Linked DNA regions of Mus musculus: region 1 is linked to region 2. A link is a contact called in public promoter capture Hi-C data. All regions are on one chromosome and are shown on one strand. The core of a region is the stretch at or near the end of the contact, and the rest is flanking DNA. Distances in the headings are between cores, read along the strand shown.

The links. Capture Hi-C pulls out chosen DNA fragments and counts their contacts.
Region 1: a promoter capture Hi-C map of adipose tissue shows a contact between it and region 2. The contact joins two enhancer-like sites. A contact is called at or near these places in 2 of 15 datasets of contacts at CTCF or cohesin (large pre-B cells and pro-B cells), 6 of 484 Hi-C or Micro-C datasets (the C10 cell line, CD4 T cells, ECoMG-derived neutrophils and 3 more), 8 of 115 datasets of contacts at active chromatin or transcription factors (the 230-238 cell line, CD8 T cells, cardiomyocytes and 3 more) and 4 of 9 other capture datasets (adipose tissue, bone marrow-derived macrophages, liver and 1 more).

The regions. Positions count from the first base shown.
Region 1 is chr7:90,198,724-90,202,069 of GRCm38.p6, reverse strand. The region is part of intron 19 of Picalm (phosphatidylinositol binding clathrin assembly protein); the gene reads right to left. Among named protein-coding and RNA genes, the nearest start is that of Ccdc83, 65 kb to the left of the region's middle. Within about 2 kb of position 1,644, at least 13 of the 459 cell types and tissues checked have an H3K27ac peak or open chromatin away from gene starts, as enhancers often do.
Region 2 is chr7:90,018,484-90,021,656 of GRCm38.p6, reverse strand. No RefSeq gene overlaps it. Among named protein-coding and RNA genes, the nearest start is that of E230029C05Rik, 9.1 kb to the left of the region's middle. Within about 2 kb of position 1,911, at least 112 of the 459 cell types and tissues checked have an H3K27ac peak or open chromatin away from gene starts, as enhancers often do.

The DNA of each region.
Region 1 (3,346 bases), core at 395-2,894, 180 kb before region 2:
CATTCACTACTTAGCACTGACCATCACACATTCCCCTATGCATACGGAGGCTCTCGTCAGAAGCCCCTGCATCTGTGTAGCTCTTGGTTGTCTGCTGTATCTGTACCATGATCCCTCTTAGAGAAGCTCACTTTACCACTCATTCATTTGTGCTTCCAAATGGCACTCACCTTAAGGTTCCTCAGGTGAAGGCAACATTATTTTACCACTTATTCAGTTATCACCAGGGACTTACATATTATGATCATTCCAAAATGTATTAAAATGTGTTTGTTGATAAAATCCTTTGTACAGACTTGCCTCCAAATTCAGATAAGAGAAAATTAGAACGTCTCTAATTTTAAAATTTAACATCTTAAATTTACTTTTACACCTAATGTTTATTAGTGTAGAAACATACTAATCCAACCTATAGAAATATGAAAGGTTATATGCTTTGCTGCTGTTTCAGTGCATGACACCTGCCTGTCTGTCTGTCTGTCTCTCTCACATACACACACCCCTTACCCCTCTGGAACAGAAAGTAATTAACTGTTGTTGGGTTTGGGGGGGGGGGGGGGAGAAACCATGAACACACAGAACAAATCCAGTTCTATAATAATGAACCCATTGCCCTTTTGTCTAGTTCATGTAGTTGGAATTTAAGAGTTCTACATTCTGATACTAATAGTTCTACCCATTCCTTCTGTCTAACCCTCTCTTCTTTCCTTCCTTTCACAATTAAGAGTGCTAGGCAAGTGCTGGACCACTGGACTGTATTCTCAGCACCTAAATCAACCAACCATTTTCTACGTGAACACACACACACACACACACACACACACACACCAGTGTGTTCATTCATTATTATAGGAACTTCCCTCAGGCTGTGTGTTCATGATCACTGCCCTTCTACTGCACCAAGAAAGCTTTAGCTACATGCTGGCAGCCTGACACTGGATTTCCCATTGAAACGAATTTCAATTCACTGCACATTACTCAGCTTGTGTGTTTTATATAGTAACACTAATAAAACACATCCTCTTAAAGCTGATGTCATCAAGAAATATTTAGCGATAACAGACAGTACTATTCCAAGATCCCAGAGAATCAGCCTCAGAAACCGTAAGTTGTCTCAGGGTGTTTAGAGCACAGCCAGATCACTAGTGGCACATCCAAATCTACTTACTAGATGGGAATACACACATACTATACTGTGTTGTATGCCATTAGTTTTCTATTAAAGGCAGTCCCATTCTTTGGTTGCCTCTATGAGAAGCAAGAGGCAAGGATAAGTACTCTTCTAGAGGACACCATGTGAGGACAGCTTCAGAATTCCAGCCTCTGGGACAGAAAGTAAATACTCTGCTGCTGTATTAATCCACAGAGCTTGCCATATTTTGTTACTGCTGCCCTTGGAAACTAATAGACTCTTAATGCACATATTTCGGGCTCTAAGGCTGTTAACTTTTTGGTTCTTAAAATTAAATTTAAATTCCTATTTATTTCAACTCAATTCTATCATGATATTTAACTTATAGAAAGAAGTTTAAGTGCTATCAGAGCTGAAGTGATTGCTCAATGTTAACCAGCACTTGCTGTTCTTCCTGAGGACTGCGGTTAGATTCTCAGCTTGGCATCGTACATGATGACTCACACCTGTGTAACTCTAGTTCCAGGGATCTGGTGCCCTCTTTGGGCCTTTGTAAGCATCAGGCAGGAACATGGATAGACACTCAGGCAATATACCCGGACATAATACAATATATTTTAAATGAGATTATGAAACTTTCAAAGGAACTTTTGAAGTGGTAACTTAAGCGTTCTTTGGAAAGCAGTTGGATAGTGTTTTGCTGAGGCAAACATATGAAAGAATAAATGGATACAGGTGAAAGACTAAGGTAGACTCCTGAAGGAACATTTCACTGAAACAGACACAGGAGAGAGGATGGCTAAAGAAACATGTGAAAGGATGTGTAATGAAGAATTCTTTGCTAACATTAAGCTCCCTTTGTTGGGACTTGAGGACTCTAGATTGACTGAATGCATGTGCTGAAGCAAGATCCCTGCTGAGGCAAGGCACACAGAAGATACATGATGTTTGGAGGGTATACAGAATGACAGAGCTTGGCCTGCTGGTACAGTTAGCCATGCAATGCTGTAAAGATCACATCTTAGCTGATCTTCACTTTCCTGAGAGGCACAACACAGAACTTCTCCTGATGTTCCTGCTGGTCTCTCCCACTGACAAGCTCAGGCTTGTGACAAGGTCTGGCTGTGTCTGCTAAGTCGTGTCACCGCTGTTGCTGACCCGAATCTACCGAACTAGACTGCGGGCAGATCCACGAAATGTTTGGGAATGGATTGATCTACTGCTGCTAACCTGTGAACTGAACTGCCAATTTCCAGACAGCACAGACGGGAGCTGCTCCAAAGAATGTTTCTAAACAGGCCCACTCACTTCCCCATATCCTTCCTTTCCCACTACCTCTGGTGGGTGGTGGGCTACAAGGGAGGTTAAAGCGTTTAAGAACCATCATTGAAAGTAAGGTTTGGAAAAAAAGTTACAAACTTTTCTAGCATACACTATAAAACAAATGTAGTCTCACACTTTCTATACACTCAGAGCTTCTGAAGTTCACTATGACGACATTGTAAAACTTTGGCCACCCAAGACTTTATTAATGCTTTCTGGCTACAAGACAAGAAATAAAGGTTTTAAAAAAGAAAACCTAGAAAGTAAGGCCTTCCGCTACACTTGTTTTATTAGCAACAGAGGTTAGAGATGAGACTCCTAATATTTTTTTATATGATTAACTGGTATATAATAAGGGCTACAGAATCAATTTTTCATTTATGGTACCAAATCTGATTCCCAAAGTAAATTTTCTCATAATATTATATAATAATAAGTAGGAAAAGATAAATGAGCATAAAGTACTGCTGAAAATCCAAACAACATTATTCATGAAGATTCTGCTAGACAAATCAGTTGAGAACTATCACTATCAACATCCAAGATTGGTTGGAAGCCAAGACACCAGAAAATGAATTTAAAAACCCCACATGAAGCCTAAAAGCAAAGTGTCATTGCTTCCTACAAGAAAGTCATTAGCCCCACGCATTCTCAGGACTTGAATTAAGCCAGCATCTAAAGGCAGCAGTGCTTATTTATTGCAGAAACTGCATTCACAAGTCAGTTTCCTTTCAGACACCTAAATGATGTCAGACTTGCATAAAAATGTCCACTGCCAACACAATAAAAACACATATCCTCCCTAGACAAAACTAGCAGTACTCCATTAAAAAAAGAAGCCTAGTTAATGAACCAAGGAAACTCTTAAAATAATCTTATTTTTTAAATGAA
Region 2 (3,173 bases), core at 662-3,161:
ATAAACATTTTAAATGTTTTATTCTAAGTGTATGGATAAATTTCTGTGTACCATGTATGTGTCCGGTGCCCAAAGAGGTCAGAAGAGAGTATGGGATCCATGGAACTGAAGTTACAGATGTTTGTTAACTGCCATGTAGTTGCTGGGAATTGAACCCAGGTCCTCTGGAAAAGTGGCCAGTGCTCTTAACTGCTGAGTCATCTCTACAGCCATAATAGATTTCATTTTAAACAAAGAAAGAGAAGACTAGCTTAGGGACAATGGGTATATGGATGTGTGGAAGATATATTGAAGATGAGGTTGACAGTAGCCCCATATCAATCACGTACGTTTGAACTAGGGCAGACAAGTTGTGCATGTAGACAATGACTAATCTGACAAGGATTTTGAAGGCAAGACTAAATACTGAAGCATCTAAAGAGGAAGCAATCCAAGGTCAACACAGAGTGTAGACTTTGTTAATGGAAAGAAGGGTACTGGGGACACTTGTGGGGAATTTCGCCATTTCATTTGTAGACATGAACATATCTGAATATCTTTACTGGGAGACATTTAAATGTTTCTACAGGCATGTTTCTGTAGATGGTGAGAAGTGTATTATTGTCAGGCCAGGTTTGTTGATCATTCACACATAAACGTTTTAATGATTCCAGGTTACATCATTATTTATAACTTAAACCCATCTCCACTGACTCTATCCTACTCTCTGCTGACCTCTCAGCCCCTAGCATACATGTTGGTAATATGGGTGGCTATGTTAGGAAGGTAGGTTAATTCATGCCAGTACCTCAAATCTCAGTGGTTGAAAAAGTTGTTTTCTTTATTGTTTTCCTTTATACCTCCCCATACCCTTATTTCTGTGTTTTGAAGGACAAAATCCAAACCCTTATGTATGGTAGGCAAGTGCTTTCCAGAACTCTATTGCTCACCTACACCCCAACCCCACTCCTATTTAATTGGCCAAAACAAGACACATGACACATTGCCTTCAAAAGAGCTGCATGTTTCCCCCGATGTCTGAATGCAAAGGTCAGAATTCTCTGTAAAAACCCAATAAATAGTTTTCCCTGGACACTTATCTGCACCTGCTCTGCTGTCTGTGGCGTCACTAAGATGTCCTTACTGCCAACATTGTGCAACCAACAGTGCCATAGCACAATTGTAACAGACCCTCGGACCTTTGCACGACTGACTCCATGATGTACCATTCAGCCCATAGACAGCCAAAGTAAAAGCAAAAAACCAATCCATTAAAGTTCATGGTTCTAGCCGGGTGTGGTGGCGCACCCCTTTAGTCCCAGAAAGTTCATGGTTCTGAGAAAACACTCTAAATGTATTAACGTTGCTTTTTGGCTTCTGTCGTTCTGCTTCTGGCTAACTGTTCTTGTTAACTGAAGTATGTCAACCCAGAATATGATTATTATTGTCCTTAAAAGCTCATCCTGAGACTGGCTTGAGGTTCCACTGGGATCCCGCACTGTCTGACTAATAAAGACTTTCTATTGGCTGAAATGAATGCTTAAGTAGTGATCTCTGGTGGATGCCCCACAACACAAGCCCTACAGGAACGAGTTGTGTTTGATTCTTGGCTGGTTCTCTCCTTTTTTATTTATTTATTTTTAAGTGTGTGTGTGTGTGTGTGTGTGTGTGTGTGTGTGTGTGTGTGTGTGTGTGTGTGTGTGTGTACTTGTACTAGAGCAGGTACGCAGGTACCCACGGAGGTTAGAAGCATTGCATACCCTAAGCCTTCCATCAGAAACACAATAGTTAAAGCGCTCTTTACTTCCTCTCTGCTTCTGAGCTCCCACTTCCCTAGCTTCTCTAGGAAGACTCAGCTCCTTTCTGTCCACTGTGTACTTCCTCCTTACCCTTTCACTTCCTTATCGCTCAGCACGTAACATGACCCACAGGACAGAACAACCCGCAGACAAACAGCAAATATTGCCCAATCTGTTGTTTGCTCTTTCTGACTCTGACTAGTTAGTTACCCGGATTTTTCAGTCTGTGCTAGCCTATGACTTTTTGACTGGACAATCCAGGCGATAGCTACTCTTCCTTTGTATCAGAATTCCATAGAGCGGCCGTTGAATCTTTGATCAGATGATTGTGGACACCCCCTGCATTAAGAATTTTTTTTTGGTTTTGGTTAGGTTTGGTTTGGTTTGGTTTTGTACATAATTCTTTTACCCATGATATTCATACTTATTGATGAATGGCAGTACATGGACAGACATTGTTAACCCATTGACAATTTATATATATATGTGTGTGTGTATATATATGGTTTTTGTTTTTTTTTGAGACGGGGTTTCTCTGTGTAGCCCTGGCTGTCCTGGAACTCACTTTGTAGACCAGGCTGTCCTCAAACTCAGAAATTTGCCTGCCCCTGCCTCCCAAGTGCTGGGATGAAAGGTGTGCACCACCACCGCCCGGCTGACAGATACTACTATATTTTAAGAAACTGACTTCTAGCTTTAGTTACATTGAAGTAAATCTGGGTCCACAATTACATGTATTAGACTTTTGCTCATATTCAGAAGAAAGGAATATGCTTCAAATACATTGAAATACATTTTTTCCTCATTACTTTTCTACTTTCTACTGGAATAAAGCTGGCTAAATGGCTCAGTGGGTAAAGGTGCTTGCCCCAGGACCCATGTGATTGAAAGAAAGAACCAACTCACATGTTGCCCTCTTGCCTCTTCATTTGATATGATGGGTGAAACAATAAGTCTTTAAACCGCTCTGAGCTCCCGATGGGTGGATGCATGCTTAAAGCAGCCCTCTCCAGATGCTCTGGAGCCAGATGGAAAACACACACACACACACACACACACACACACACACACACACACACTGGCTTATTTTTAATATGCCCTAAGCTAGCTCAATGGCTGAGCCACTCCTGAACCTCCACGTAGCTATACACTCCCCTTCAGTATTCTTGAGTTCTTGCTTTCTAAAATCTATACTTTCTCTCTGCTACCCCAGACCTAATAGGGGAGTGGCCGGCCCCTGGGGCCGCTTTTCCCTGATTCTTCCATGGTTGGGTCTCTGTCTTCCACAGCTCTCATGTTTGCATCCTCTTCCTTCCTTCTGCACTGGTGGTTCTCCTTCTCTCTCCTGTGTTTCCTCTCTGGGAATCCTCAAAGCCCAGCCTCTGTCCTCCTACC